4 separate regions of the Mus musculus genome follow, and regions 2, 3 and 4 are each linked to region 1. Evidence: chromatin contacts called from public Hi-C and HiChIP or PLAC-seq data. All regions are on one chromosome and are shown on one strand. Each heading gives the region's core, a stretch centred on a gene start, on an enhancer-like site or on the middle of the called end of the contact. The rest is flanking DNA. Distances are from core to core; before and after follow the strand shown.

Region 1 (3,436 bases), core at 377-2,876:
AATGAATTGTCAAATCAAGTACTAAAAACATTTTGATAGATAGATGAGCCATTTATCTAAATCACTGTCAGGGTGGCGAAGCATCCTGCAGGCTCCCACTACCATCAGCTCTATGTAAGATTTCCCAGGACTCCTGGTCATTTCTCAGGCCTGCAGCTGAGCTACTGTTGACTGATGAAGCTGAAGCACCATGTCAGCATCAGATAACCAAACAGTCAATATTGTTTTTGAAAACGAGGCTACCCCATTTAGATTTCTTTTCCTTTAACTGAAGTCCAGGCTCCTGACTGAATTGTAAGGTATGGAAATAATGAATGGCCAGCCCGAGGGGTGTTGGTGACCAGGAGTAACCTAGCAAAACAGAAACTTCTTAGACCAACAAAGTAACTCGGAGAGATGGCAGTGGGGTCACAGCTAAGACATATTGCCTTTTCTCGGTGAAGGGAACGAGGGAGGCAGCATCTTGCACCATCCTGCCCGGTACATTATGAACTCTGATTAACCGCCTTTACACGGTTGCATTCCTTGAAGAGACCATGTCATATTTTAATTACTTTGCACTGTTGAAATACATAAGGGGGAAGTGTTACTGAGCTCGTGGCTAATCCCAGCAAAGTTAAGTCCCCTCTCTACCCGTTACACAAATTGCATGGAATATCAGATTGCACTACTTGAAGAATGTTCAAAGTCCGTGGTCACCTTCTATTTTTCCCCTTCCTTTCGTACTTATTTAAAAACAAACAAACAAACAAACAAAAAACACCTATCTTCAAGAAAGAATAGGGTGGTAAGGGAGAACAGGGGCGCAGGAGCGTTTCAAGAAACCTCTCCAAGGGAATTTCAGCAGAGGGAATCCATATGCATGGCAGCCTATCACACCCCTTCAGCATTAAATCATTAAACCCTTTGTCTTGCCACCACTGCACTTTATTCCAGTGTCTTTATTGCATGCAAGAGAGACATTTATTTTTCCTTGGTAAAAGAAAGGAAAAAAAATAATAAACCTACATTGAGCAGTATGCCGGTGCTGCCATTCGGCCTGGGTGAATCCACTGAGGCAGGCTTTGAGAGCCTTTTCCTGCAGCATGCAGGAGGAAGGGCTCGCGGTGTAGAAATCCAGGATCTGCCCGGGACTCACTGACAGAACATCCATACAGTCAAACATGATCTCTCCGCACCGCGCTCTGCAAAAGTGCTTATCCTCTAGGTGTGGAGGCGAGCCGCACAGAAAAGTCCACGAACTCCATCAAACTCTGCCCCTTTTTTGGCACGTAGGCTGTTGGTCTTTTTCCCAGCCCCGAATCATGAATTATGACAGACAAGCCAGCTAAAAGCCTGTAATTGATCCAAATGATCATTTACCATTTTCCAGGCTCGCTCGGCCGATCCAGCCAGGGCGGGGGTTCCCGCACCGATCCCAAGTTCTCCCTTCCAGGCGACGCCCGCGCAGGCCTCCGGGAGCGCGCGGGTCCTACCCCGCCGGTGCCCAGACGCTCCCTGCCCGGGTGGCTCGCGTCCTCTGCATCCCAGTCTTGTGGCCGCGGCGCACGGGAACTCTGGTCCCCCCCTTTGGCAAAGAATAGACCCTCCTGCCTCGGAGCAGCTCACTTCCTACCACTTCTGTCACACGGAATGAAAGATTGAATTGCCTAATATATGCGAGTGAACTTTCGGTGAACCCTTCCCGGGCTGCTAACCTTCAAATGACCCAACCAGTCTGACATCACCAACTCCCAGGATTCTCACAGCGCTTAAAAACTCCCAGCAGCCCTGCAAGAGCCTTCAGCCAGCGAGTCCGCGGCCAGCCGCGCGGTGCTCCCCACGGCTCAGCGTGCAAACAATGCCAGGAGCGCAGGGAGGAGCGGGAGTGCGGCTGCGGTTTGCGCCTTTTCATCGGCCGGCCCTGGCAGGGAGACCCTCGCCCTCAGCTCGCCTCTGAAATTCCTCTCTGCTCTCCTGTTCCTGGCCAAGCCCTTGCAACTTAGGTATCTTTCCACTCCCGTAAAAGCACTCCGCAAGCCCCGAACTGCCCATCAGGAGCCCCGCCACCGCTCGCAGAGGGAAGCCTCTGGGGCCGGGAAACTTTCCATTAAGCCTGCCGTCTTTTTATTCCTTCTTCATATTATTATTATTATTATTATTATTATTATTTCCTCCCTTTTTCTCACTCTTTCAGGCTTTAGCTGAGCTCGCTGAAGGGATTGTCCTAGCTCCGGAGGGGAGAGAAAAGTCCCTTCTGGGATCTACTTAGACTTTAAAAACCCTGCAGGCAGAAACACCTGGAGCAGTCACAGATTAGTTGCACCAAACTCTGTTCCTAATCTCACCTTTCTCTTCTTTCTATCCACCACCTCCCTCCCCCCACCCCCCACCCCCCACCCCCCATTGCCAATCGCACTCTCACAAACACAGAAAGTGAAAGGCAAAACACAGAGACTGAGGTGTGTGTGTGTGTGTGTGTGTGTGTGTGTGTGTGAGAGAGAGAGAGAGAGAGAGAGAGAGAGACAGACAGACAGAGAGAGATATAGAGACAGAGAGAGACAGAGAGAGATATAGAGACAGAGAGAGACAGAGAGAGATATAGAGACAGAGAGAGACAGAGAGAGATATAGAGACAGAGAGAGAGAGACAGAGAAAGAATTTTAGATTCTGGTTTGCTGGTTGGTGAAAACAGTAACTCTGTCACTGGCCATCTGTGTGTCTAGGAAAATACTGATTTTCTCTAGGACCCAGTTTTCTCATCTGTATACCATCCATAGAACGTAAATAACTACCTGTCACTTCTCAATAAACACACAAAAGGAATATTAGCAGTGTCTCAGCCTCCTGTTTCTAGCTGTGGGACTTTTGCCAAGGATACCCAGACCTTCCTGAGGCTACAGTGTTCAGCAGTTAGTAGACTTGTGCCCTGTCTGAACCCACGCCAATCCTCAGTCTATGCACAGAGTGTTGGTGGCCACTTCGTCAGGCACAGGTCCCCACACATAACGTGGAGTTTGAAAATACTCCTCATACTGGGCAAGTATGAGGGTTTTATAATTCTGAAAGCTAGACTTGGCTCAGACCACCCCTGTCCAATTATACCTGTTTTAAAAAAATACAAATAAAAAACCTAATCTTCAGACAAGAGGATTTCTCTTTTCTTTTTTTAACTGGTTACACTGACTCAGCCTAGGGGAAGGAGCAGAATTTTTTTTAGTTGTTCTCAAAAACCCAGAGGCAATTAATATAGATGCAGCCAAACAGCCAGCACTTTCAAAAAGGGAAGCCACCTGCAGCTAGCTTCCAACTTCTCCATTGGAAAGAAGATGCCGGGCAGAGCCAGACTCTGCTTCCTTCTCTGCCAAGCTGGGAATTCTCCCACAGGAGGCTGGCAAGGAAATGGGTGGGGAAGCCCTGACTCCTGTCTTCCTTTGTGGGCAGTGCAGGGAGGGAA
Region 2 (3,436 bases), core at 340-2,839, 440 kb after region 1:
ACTGAACAAAGAATTCTCACCTGAGGAATACCGAATGGCAGAGAAGCACCTGAAAAAATGTTTAACATCCTTAATCATCAGGGAAATGCAAATCAAAACAACCCTGAGATTCCACCTCACACCAGTCAGAATGGCTAAGATCAAAAATTCAGGTGACAGCAGATGCTGGCGAGGATGTGGAGAAAGAGGAACACTCCTCCATTGTTGGTGGGAGTGCAGGCTTGTACAACCACTCTGGAAATCAGTCTGGCGGTTCCTCAGAAAATTGGACATAGTACTATCGGAGGATCCAGCAATACCTCTCCTGGGCATATATCCAGAAGATGCCCCAACTGGTAAGAAGGACACATGCTCCACTATGTTCATAGCAGCCTTATTTATAATAGCCAGAAGCTGGAAAGATCCTAGATGCCCCTCAACAGAGGAATGGATACAGAAAATGTGGTACATCTACACAATGGAGTATTACTCAGCTATTAAAAAGAATGAATTTATGAAATTCCTAGCCAAATGGATAGACCTGGAGGGCATCATCCTGAGTGAGGTAACACATTCACAAAGAAACTCACACAATATGTACTCACTGATAAGTGGATATTAGCCCCAAACCTAGGATACCCAAGATATAAGATATAATTTGCTAAACACATGAAACTCAAGAAGAATGAAGACTGAAGTGTGGACACTATGCCCCTCCTTAGATTTGGGAACAAAACACCCATGGAAGGAGTTACAGAGACAAAGTTTGGAGCTGAGATGAAAGGATGGACCATGTAGAGACTGCCATATCCAGGGACCCACCCCATAATCAGCATCCAAACGCTGACACCATTGCATACACTAGCAAGATTTTATTGAAAGGACCTAGATGTAGCTGTCTCTTGTGAGACTATGCCGGGGCCTAGCAAACACAGAAGTGGATGCTCACAGTCAGCTAATGGATGGATCATAGGGCTCCCAATGGAGGAGCTAGAGAAAGTACCCAAGGAGCTAAAGGGATCTGCAACCCTATAGGTGGAACAACATTATGAACTAACCAGTACCCCGGAGCTCTTGACTCTAGCTGCATATATATCAAAAGATGGCCTAGTCGGCCATCACTGGAAATAGAGGCCCATTGGACTTGCAAACTTTATATGCCCCAGTACAGGGGAACACCAGGGCCAAAAAGGGGGAGTGGGTGGGCAGGGGAGTGGGGGTGGGTGGATATGGGGGACTTTTGGTATAGCATTGGAAATGTAAATGAGCTAAATACCTAATAAAAAATGGAAAAAAAAAGAAAAAAATTATGTTCTCAAAAGAGGCAACACTCTTCTTAAAGCCTAAAATTTAATGAAGAAAAAGGGTATTTACACACCTGCATGACACTTGTGTGCACACTTGCAATACACGTAAGCACACACTTAATAAATTCCTCTTATATACTAGATAATAAAAATAAATTAGTCATCACCAATAAAACAAGATTTTTTTTTTTTTTTGATTAGGAGCCTGGAGAGATGACTCAGCAGCTAAGAATGCTTCCTGCTTTCTAAGGGCCATTATTTGGTTTAAACCACATACTAGGCAGTTCATAGTTACCTTTAACTCCAACTCCTGGGGATCTGATGCCCTCATGTGACCTTCTTTTGTATACACACACACACACACACACACAGAGAGAGAGAGAGAGAGACAGAGACAGAGACAGAGACAGAGACAGAGACAGAGACAGAGACAGAGACAGACATACAGACAGAGAGGCAGAGGCACCCACAGGTATAAGTAAATATAAAATTAAAGTTTTAGAAATCAAAGATAATTCAATTTAAAAATTAGCCCCACAGGCTAAAGAAGTCCTTTCAGCATCCAGCCAAAGGGGTCAAGGCAGAAGGAAATTAATGAGACAAGAAGAGTAAGCATGAAGTTTTCTCAGCAAAATGGGGGCCCAGTGTGATATGCCATGTAAGCCTGCTTTGATATCAAAACATCTAAGTAATACACATGTTATTATAGGCCCTGCATTGCACCATGTCAGACTGACAAAACAGTCATATTACTTTATATTCAAATGGGATCTGCTTAAACCTTACCTTCTAGAAATGAACCACTAGTGCCCAAGAGAACCTGGCAGAGTGCTGAGTCACTACACCACAGGAGAGCAGATGTGTTCATCATGAAATCAGCAGTGTCAACTCTGCGTCACTATTGGGAATATCACATCCATTTCCCTCTAAAGTCTGTTTCTTATTCTAGACCTGTGAGCCTGATCTCCACTAAGCAATTCTGACAAGCCAATGCCCTCTCCCTACCCTATTTCCTACCATCCTCTAGTCAGGTCATCAATAATTCATGTTGAACAGTTCATAGTCCAGAGAGCAACCAAAAAGGATGGAATTGCCTCTTATGGAGAACTAACTACTCAGAATATCTCTCTCTCTCTCTCTCTCTCTCTCTCTCTCTCTCTCTCTCTCTCTCTCTCTCCCTCTCTCTCCCTCTCTTTCTCTCTCAGTTTCTCCCCGTTTGTTCCCTGTCCCTATTTCTTACAATTTCTTAAGTCAATACAATGTATTTTGCTCCAGGGATTCCAGTGAAACACACACAAATATGGTGTGAAATAGAAAGCAATCCACATTTCAAAATCACTACAACAGTATCTATAGGAATTTGAAAAAGTGCTAGGATATATAAGAGTTTTAAAAATGCAATCCCAGCACTTGGGAGGCAGAGACAGGCAGATTTCTGAGTTCGAGGCCAGCCTGGTCTACAGAGTGAGTTCCAGGACAGCCAGGGTTACACAGAGAAACCCTGACTTGAAAAAAAACAAAACAAAACAAAACAAAAAAACAAAAAAACAAAAACAAAAAAAAGCTCATACAAACTAGTTTGGTCTTAGAAAAGGGTGGGAAAACAAATTCCAGAACATAGAAATAAAAAAGAAAAGGGGGGGGGATGTCCAAGTAAATGTAAGTCTTTACAACAAAAGGCAAAGGACTGAGCATGTGCTGTAAGACTCAGTAAAGGTTTGGCCTTTAGTCAACTGAATGAAACACAGAAAATAATATGGCCTCTGCATCCCTAGGTCTGAAATCCCAAGACTGGAAGTGTGCATGAGAAGAATGTCAGGTTTTGGATGTTCGGATTAGCCAACAAATATCAGATATTCCCAGCTCTGCTTACAAACACTTTGGAGACTATGTCTTCCTCAATGTGCACTATAAGAGCTGTTTTCAAAACAGTAAGAGGGGCCTGTCAGTTGAGAAGCTCAGGGTCATAAAGGCAGTATGCCAGGAAAAGCACAGGCATTGTTCCTATGTGAAAGCAAAGGCAGCTTGAGCCTACTGACAGACAATCCCATGTTTGTTTAATAAAATGGATATAAGAACTTTTCCATAGCTCAATGGCTGTGGCCCCAAACTGTAGGGTAAAAGCCACAAATTAAAAAGAAATAAGCTTT
Region 3 (3,436 bases), core at 483-2,982, 380 kb after region 1:
ATTTGGCTGGCAGCCCGGTGTATTTATGACTACTAATAAATGAGTCACTGGTATAAGAATGCAAATTTTATGTGGCTCGTGTATAAATGGGCCAGTTAAGAATGACCAGATACACATTTTATGTGTCTGCTAAATAATTATGACATAGAAGTACAGCTTGTGAATTTAACATTAAAAAAAAAGAAATGGATTCCAATAATCTTAGAATGAGTGTTTATCAAAACGTGGTTTTGGTGAATTAAAGTTATTTTAACAATAAAAACACAAAGTGATCAGTTTTAAAAGCAGTATTGAAACTTATATTCCCCTAAGAGTCCCTCCCCTAAGGGCTTCAAGCCTCCTCATCACTGAACCTGGCCCACAAATTCACTCCCAGAGTTTCAACATTTTCCCTGGTTCTTCACAAGGGACAGGAAGCACTTCTTGTTCAGAGCTTTGACAGGAGACGTGGGAAAATTACAAGAGTGGGAGGGTAATGGCAGTTGGCAGGGTCTGAGGTGACAGGATAGGGATGTATGTTGGCCCAGAGTGTGGGAGGCTAGAGCCATGCAGATCAACAAACTGTGGAATCATACCTGACTGCTCTATACTCAAAATTCACTTGGTGCTTATATCTTACATGTTTACATACACACACACACACACACACACACACACACAGGCAGACAGACATACACATATACACAGAAAGAGAGACATACAGAGACAGAAGACAGTCACACACACAAATGCACAGAGTGAGAGACAGACACACACACAGAGACAGTCACAGGCAGACACACAGACAGATAGACAGTCATCTATACACACACACAAACACACAGAGAGAGACACAGATGGCACACACAAATGCAGAGAGAGAGTGAGAGATAGCACGCTCGAGGGAGGCAGACAGACATATAGACAGACAGACATACAGACATAGAGAAAATTATGTGAGGAAATAGATGTACCTGTAACTCAATTTGCCAGAAATAAGATGATTTGGAAAAAGTAATTCTGAAGACAGAAATGCTTACAGTAAGCGTGAATAATAAATGTCAGAAAGCATACATTGCCAAACCATGGTGAACACCTTAATTTATATCATTTCATTTGTTAATTATACCTCAATAAGTTGGAAAACATAAAGGCATAGTCACACACTATGGAGGATGAAATGTACTTTCACAAATAATCCTTTTTGTTGTAACTTCACAAACAAAGTGACATGCCAGCATTTGTCAATGTGTGCCCCTTCCTTAGAAAGCCAGTGGGCGAGTAAGAACGGCATGCTCATATGAGGCTTTCAATCCAACCCATCTCCTTATAGCAGTCTTAAAGGACTCAGAAAATCTAGCCTGTGCTACAGTAACCCTGAAGACATAAATGCTTGCAGTAAATGTGTCTGCTTTGTAGATTAAACACAATGGAAGAGCTGGAGTTACAGAGTCCCACAGTGAAGTTCATGCTCATTTGTGCTCTTAATTGCAACGAAGTGAAGTGTTCAGGGCAGTAAATTTTATTAAGAAATCAAAGTGCAACCTTAAAAGGAATAGAAGAAATCATTGCAGCTAATGGGGACATGGGTAACCAATCAATCACACAGTGGATTAGATTCTCACAACTGTGTTGTTTTATTTGGTGTCCATCAAGTTGCATAAAGGAGAACACTCAAGAGTGCAATTTCTCTATCAGGGCCTGGATTTGATATAATTTCTCTAGTCTTGACAGTGAGTGATAGCCGCATACAATAAAGAAAGTCCTGGGTCAGCTGGCTAAAGAGCCAGCTCAGAGCAAAGGGCTACAAAGCCAGCAGAAAACTTTGACTGCGTGCTGCCCCTGAAGAGTTAGCCCGAGCTTTAGACAGCTGTGAGCACACATCACCAACGCCTCCACTGACACCAAAAAGACTATGGATTTGATGGGAATTCTAAGGTTCATGACTAAGGTACAATTTTCTGGAAAACTGGGAAGAACAGTATGTCACACATGTCTCCTTCTCTCACTGCTGGAGAAGGGAAACTCAGCCACTGATTGTATGTGCAGGGGAAGATGGCTAGTAAATGCTACCCTCTAATTGCTTGGTCATCTCGGATGTCTCCCCTCTTCTGTGTTCTGCACTCCCCTGTTTCTTGACTGTGGTGTCAACACCTCCACTCCTCCCTGAGTTCCTGGGCTCCCAGAGCAGTCTTTATATTAATTTTTATTATTTATGCACATACAAATCCAACTTCTTAGTTATTTTATTATTAGTTAATCTTTTTAAATTGACTTCAGATCACAATATGGGAAATGATACTCTGTCCTCCAGGGCTTCAAATCTTAAAGAGGAATTTAGGCTAAGGAAAAAGGGAGGAATTTTAAGAAGGCCTTATCTAGGCACGCACGTGTTATCTCATGAATTATGAGTGTATCATAATAGGAGGAAAAGGGTCATGACCTTCAGAGTTCTCAAACACACTCCTACTCAGTTGCTTACTGGAACATGTTCCTCTTATCCCTCTGCTTTAGGGACTGAGAAAAGCCACTAGAGCTAGGACATAAAGACAGAATTTTCGAGCTAGATCTCAAGAACCTCTCCAACAGATGCAAATGAAGATGTTGGTTTCAAATATTTAGAGGGTAAATAGCCACCATGAACAACACTGTGGAGAGAAGGCCCGGGATGTGGATGGTGAGGAATTGAGGGTGGCAAGCAACATTCCCTGGGGTTTGGAGATGGTGACAGACACAGGGAATGTCAGGTTGACATATTAAACTCTGGTGATAACACACTGCTCACCAATCCACCCTTCCAGAACTTCCAATGAAAAGCAAAATTCATAACAAGATTTAATCATTTGCTAAACTAAACAGACATTTCACAACTCCTTCTCCTTGGAAGACTGTTCTGCATTGCAGAAATATGAGGAAGGAAACAGAATATACAGCCTCAGTGAGCTCCTGAGATGGGGGACTGTCTTTAAATTATCTAAGCAGATAGGACTTGTGGGTAGACATTATGCCAGATAGAACACCTATCTCATAGTACTTCTGTGATAATCTAGTAAGAAAATGGCCAGAAGATTGGTTGCTTTTTTTTTTTATCATCAGAGTTTAATAAACTTTGCTATAAAACTTAATCATTTGAAGGCTGACTCGGCTCATTTGAACATTCCTGATAAACTAGAATCCACAATAATGTGTCCCATTCACCTCTACTCTGTGGGCTCTACTCTGAGGCAAGTCCCTTAAAGGAATGGTGAGCATGCTGGGAAGAATGGGGAATGGGCTGATGTGAGAAAGAGAAAGGCAAGGGAGTGGGATGGAAAGACAGAGGAGAGGAGAGGGCAAGTATTGTCTCAGGTCAATATTACCACAGTAACATTCTCTGAGTACTTGCTTGAAAGATCTCTCCCCTGCACTTTATCTGTTGACAGAGCTGATGTCACTGTGTGTTCTACAATATTTCCAG
Region 4 (3,436 bases), core at 858-3,357, 270 kb after region 1:
AATACGTCAAATGAACTTAATGGCTATCTACAGAACACTGCATCCAAACACCACAGAATACATATTCTTTGTAGCTACATATGCTTCTCTAAAACAGACCACACCCTCAGAATTAAAACAACCTTTTACAAATTCAAAGAGATTGAAATAGTTCTGTGCATCCTGTGCAATTACAATGTAATAAACATTAAAACTGATAGCAAATGCAAATCTCGTGGAGATTAAATATCACATTACTGAATGATGAATGGGTCAAAGAAGATATCAAGAAAGAAATTAAAAGTTCATTGTAATTAAGTAAAAATAAAATCACAATACAGCAGTACCTCTGAGACACAAAGAAAGCAATCCTGAAGGGAATCTATAGCTCTAAGTGGCCACATTAAAAAACAAAATAAAGAAACCAGAAAGATCACATAGAAATATATTAATGGTTCAAGTAAAATAATAATGTAATAATGGTTCAACTTTAGAATAGATTTTCTAAACAAATGCAAGCTGGCTACAAAGGCAGTTAAAGAGAACACAGGCCCAAGTCTAAACATTGTCTTTTGAACTCTTGAACACACATGAGAATTCAAAAAAATGCACCTAAAAAAGGCCACACACCTGAACTGGCACAAATAAGCCATGTGTTAGTTGTCTATTAGTTACTTTTCTGGGTAGGCCCCATAACCCACTTTGGGACTATGTAGAGAGAGGACTTTTCAAAAATGGGTATGCTGAGAAGCCAGTTCATTTGCAATAACTTCTGCAGTTACAAACTTAAGGTATCTCCTGACCCCAATAGAAATCTCTCTCATCCATAAGAGAAAGGGGGGCAAAAGAAAAAGAGAGAAAATAGGAGGAAAGTGGGAGAGAAAAGGAGAGAGAGGAGGAAGGGAGAAAGAAAAGAAGAGAAAAAAGAAAAGGAAAGGAAAGAAAAGAAACAAAACAGACACAAGGAATGTTTTTCTTTGCAAGGCTAGAGCTTACAGTTAAGACCCATGATGATCTGCATCTATATACAGGAACTCGACAGCTTCCCTTACTGATCATGAACCAGTGAGCAGGTCCTCTACACTTCCTTCCTGAGATCTCAAAGCAGACTTCAGATCAAGTTATGAGGATGGACATCACAGAGATATATACACAAAGTGCACACAGTCATGTGTACAATTGCCCAGCTGCGCAACCATATACATAAACACATACATGCACTCACACTCATGCGTAGAACTTCCTACTCATATATACATATACACATGCATATCTGTATGCACACACACAAATGCACACATACATGTATAGACATAGACATACATAAACAAATGCACACACACACATAGTGCACACACCCTACCCCACAGCTCCTAGCTATGTAATGGACTCTTTTTTTTTTTTTTGCAAAACCTGGTTCCATAGTATTGAGTTCTCTGGGTGTGAGACTGTTAGCCCTTGCTTGTTGTTAAGAGTTTATATCATTTGAAATGTCAATAAATTAAGTAAAAAATTAAAAATTAAATACTAAATGATTATGGTAATAGAATATAAATCATGGAAATATGATTAAAATAATATTTTAAATAATTGCTATTTCAAAACTGATGGCATTCTAATTATGAGTTTCTGTGTGGTGTAAGGGAATGCTGTAGACGTTCAGGTAAGACCTCAGTTTCATTGAGTCGATTTTAAACGCAATCAGTTCACACGTTTGTGAGAAAGATAGAGTGAGTTGACATGTTTGGAGCTGCTCCTGGTGCCCAGGAAGCTCTAGTATTTCTTAATACTGTCGAGGCCATGAGAAAACCTTAGAGCATTAGGCATATTTGATTGAATGAATCAGTTCATACTCATACTGGAACAAAGAAAAAATACAACTCAATTTATTTTTAACAAATGCTTCACTGTTTCCTGTGCTGTGTGAATTATGCATCCATTTGTATGAAGTATTATTGACACACATACACAAATTCTGCAGTTTAGAGTGATTTCTTGACTGAAAAATAAGTTCAGGGAATTTGCTAGAAAGCCACAGACATAACGAAGTCGCTCTTCTTTCCCCTGACTAGGATTCAGCTCCAGAGCGCTGACTCTGCAGTTGGCAGTGGTTACTGTGAAAAGCCTGCCAGGCCCCTAACTATTGTATCACACGAGCAATCTGCCAGAGTCAGCACCACTTTCAGTCCTGTTCTTGTTAAGACCATGTTGTTTCTCTCTTGCTTAAGCTACCATTTATAAGCACAAAAAATTCTCTGCCTCAAAAGTCCTCGGGACCAAAACACAGCATTGGGTATCTTATACTAAGAAGGACTCAAAAATACTGTCTAAGGCATTTTAAAATCTTCTCTCTCTCTCTCTCTCTCTCTCTCTCTCTCTCTCTCTTTCTCTCTCGTGTGTGTGTGTGCACGTGGTGAGAGTGTCTTCAATTAGACTCTGTATTAAAAGTAAAATAACACTATAACACTTATTTATTATTCTTTTAAAATTTTAATTTCACTTTTAAAATTACAATAAAAATAAATGACAACTCTAAAAGTCTGTTTCTTTTTTCTTTTTCAAGCGGTAGCAGAATGTGTGTGACCAGAGAGTCATCACAACCGAGGGAGATTAATAGCCAGAAATCTCTCAGTGGCAATGTGCGTGAACGGGCCACATGTCTGTGACATTTTCCTGCATCCACTCAAACAGATGGGCCTCCAGGGTGAGCTGGCCTCTGTGGAGATGAATGAGACTCCACAGTTCTTAGCACAGTGGTATAGAAATGGCCCAGATTCAGTGCAGAGGCATTCCTACAGAAACAAAGCGGGGCCACAAAGGTGTCCTGTCCCAGGGTGTATCAATGCAGATCCATCCGTTATCGAGCCCCATTCATTCTCATTAAAGCTACATTCAGTATCAGATGACACTGTTCAGGCACCCCATGGAAATCCTGAGGACCTGATCATCCATTAACTAGGATTGATGTTGATATGGCCGACCGGGTAGAGAAGGCTGACAACTAGTGATACAGTTAGAAAAGCGCCTGGCAGAAACCAAACATGCAGAGAACGCAGACTCACCCATGAGCAAATGACTAAGGCCTCCTGTGCTGGCAAAGGTCACTCAAGACATTGAAATTCAATGAAGGGGCCTATAAACTAAGCAAACAAGCAAACCCCAGGGAACCTCGCCTGCAGAAGACTGGAGACCAATGTCCCTTCTCTGTAGAAAGGAGTCAGCATGGGGCAGACTTCACAGAAATCTGAGAGAGTTATGGTTGCAAGGTACATCTGGCACACAGGTGTGTGGTCTGGTCTTCCTAAGCCAGAAATCACCATCACTTGCCAAGAATCCTATTGTTGTTTTGGGTGGAAAACAGAAAGAATTATAGCTTCTAGATTATAATGATTTTTAATTTTTTTTAAAAGGCTGTTGGCTCTAGCTAAAATTTTTTCCTCCAGCAGATTATCTGTCT

Evidence for each region. A called contact is a pair of places that touch in the nucleus more often than the background predicts. HiChIP or PLAC-seq counts read pairs in DNA pulled down with a chosen protein or histone mark.
Region 2: a Hi-C map of adipose-derived mesenchymal stem cells shows a contact between it and region 1, with 2.2 times the contacts expected there. The contact joins the enhancer-like site here to the promoter of Rarb in region 1. A contact is called at or near these places in 3 of 484 Hi-C or Micro-C datasets (adipose-derived mesenchymal stem cells and uterus), 6 of 115 datasets of contacts at active chromatin or transcription factors (craniofacial prominence, differentiating embryonic stem cells, extraembryonic endoderm stem cells and 3 more) and 1 of 9 other capture datasets (embryonic stem cells).
Region 3: a contact with region 1 is called in an H3K4me3 HiChIP or PLAC-seq map of neural tube, with 3 times the contacts expected there. The contact joins the enhancer-like site here to the promoter of Rarb in region 1. A contact is called at or near these places in 4 of 484 Hi-C or Micro-C datasets (cranial neural crest and uterus), 3 of 115 datasets of contacts at active chromatin or transcription factors (craniofacial prominence, neural tube and stem cell-derived neural progenitor cells) and 1 of 9 other capture datasets (embryonic stem cells).
Region 4: an H3K27ac HiChIP or PLAC-seq map of neural progenitor cells shows a contact between it and region 1, with 5 times the contacts expected there. The contact joins the enhancer-like site here to the promoter of Rarb in region 1. A contact is called at or near these places in 5 of 484 Hi-C or Micro-C datasets (liver, nephron progenitors and uterus), 5 of 115 datasets of contacts at active chromatin or transcription factors (neural progenitor cells, neural tube, pancreatic cancer cells and 1 more) and 1 of 9 other capture datasets (liver).

The regions. Positions count from the first base shown.
Region 1 is chr14:16,573,850-16,577,285 of GRCm38.p6, forward strand. Rarb (retinoic acid receptor, beta) reads right to left here and starts at 1,627. Exons shown (of 8, transcript NM_011243.2): 1 at 1,009-1,627. The coding sequence starts at 1,165.
Region 2 is chr14:17,010,857-17,014,292 of GRCm38.p6, forward strand. It overlaps a transcript of Rarb not described here. Among named protein-coding and RNA genes, the nearest start is that of Gm32121, 400 kb to the right of the region's middle. Within about 2 kb of position 1,590, at least 14 of the 459 cell types and tissues checked have an H3K27ac peak or open chromatin away from gene starts, as enhancers often do. A contact at or near this core is called in adipose-derived mesenchymal stem cells and pancreatic cancer cells, where this site is marked.
Region 3 is chr14:16,957,994-16,961,429 of GRCm38.p6, forward strand. It overlaps a transcript of Rarb not described here. Among named protein-coding and RNA genes, the nearest start is that of Rarb, 380 kb to the left of the region's middle. Within about 2 kb of position 1,733, at least 43 of the 459 cell types and tissues checked have an H3K27ac peak or open chromatin away from gene starts, as enhancers often do. A contact at or near this core is called in neural tube, where this site is marked.
Region 4 is chr14:16,839,039-16,842,474 of GRCm38.p6, forward strand. It overlaps a transcript of Rarb not described here. Among named protein-coding and RNA genes, the nearest start is that of Rarb, 270 kb to the left of the region's middle. Within about 2 kb of position 2,108, at least 26 of the 459 cell types and tissues checked have an H3K27ac peak or open chromatin away from gene starts, as enhancers often do. A contact at or near this core is called in neural progenitor cells and neural tube, where this site is marked.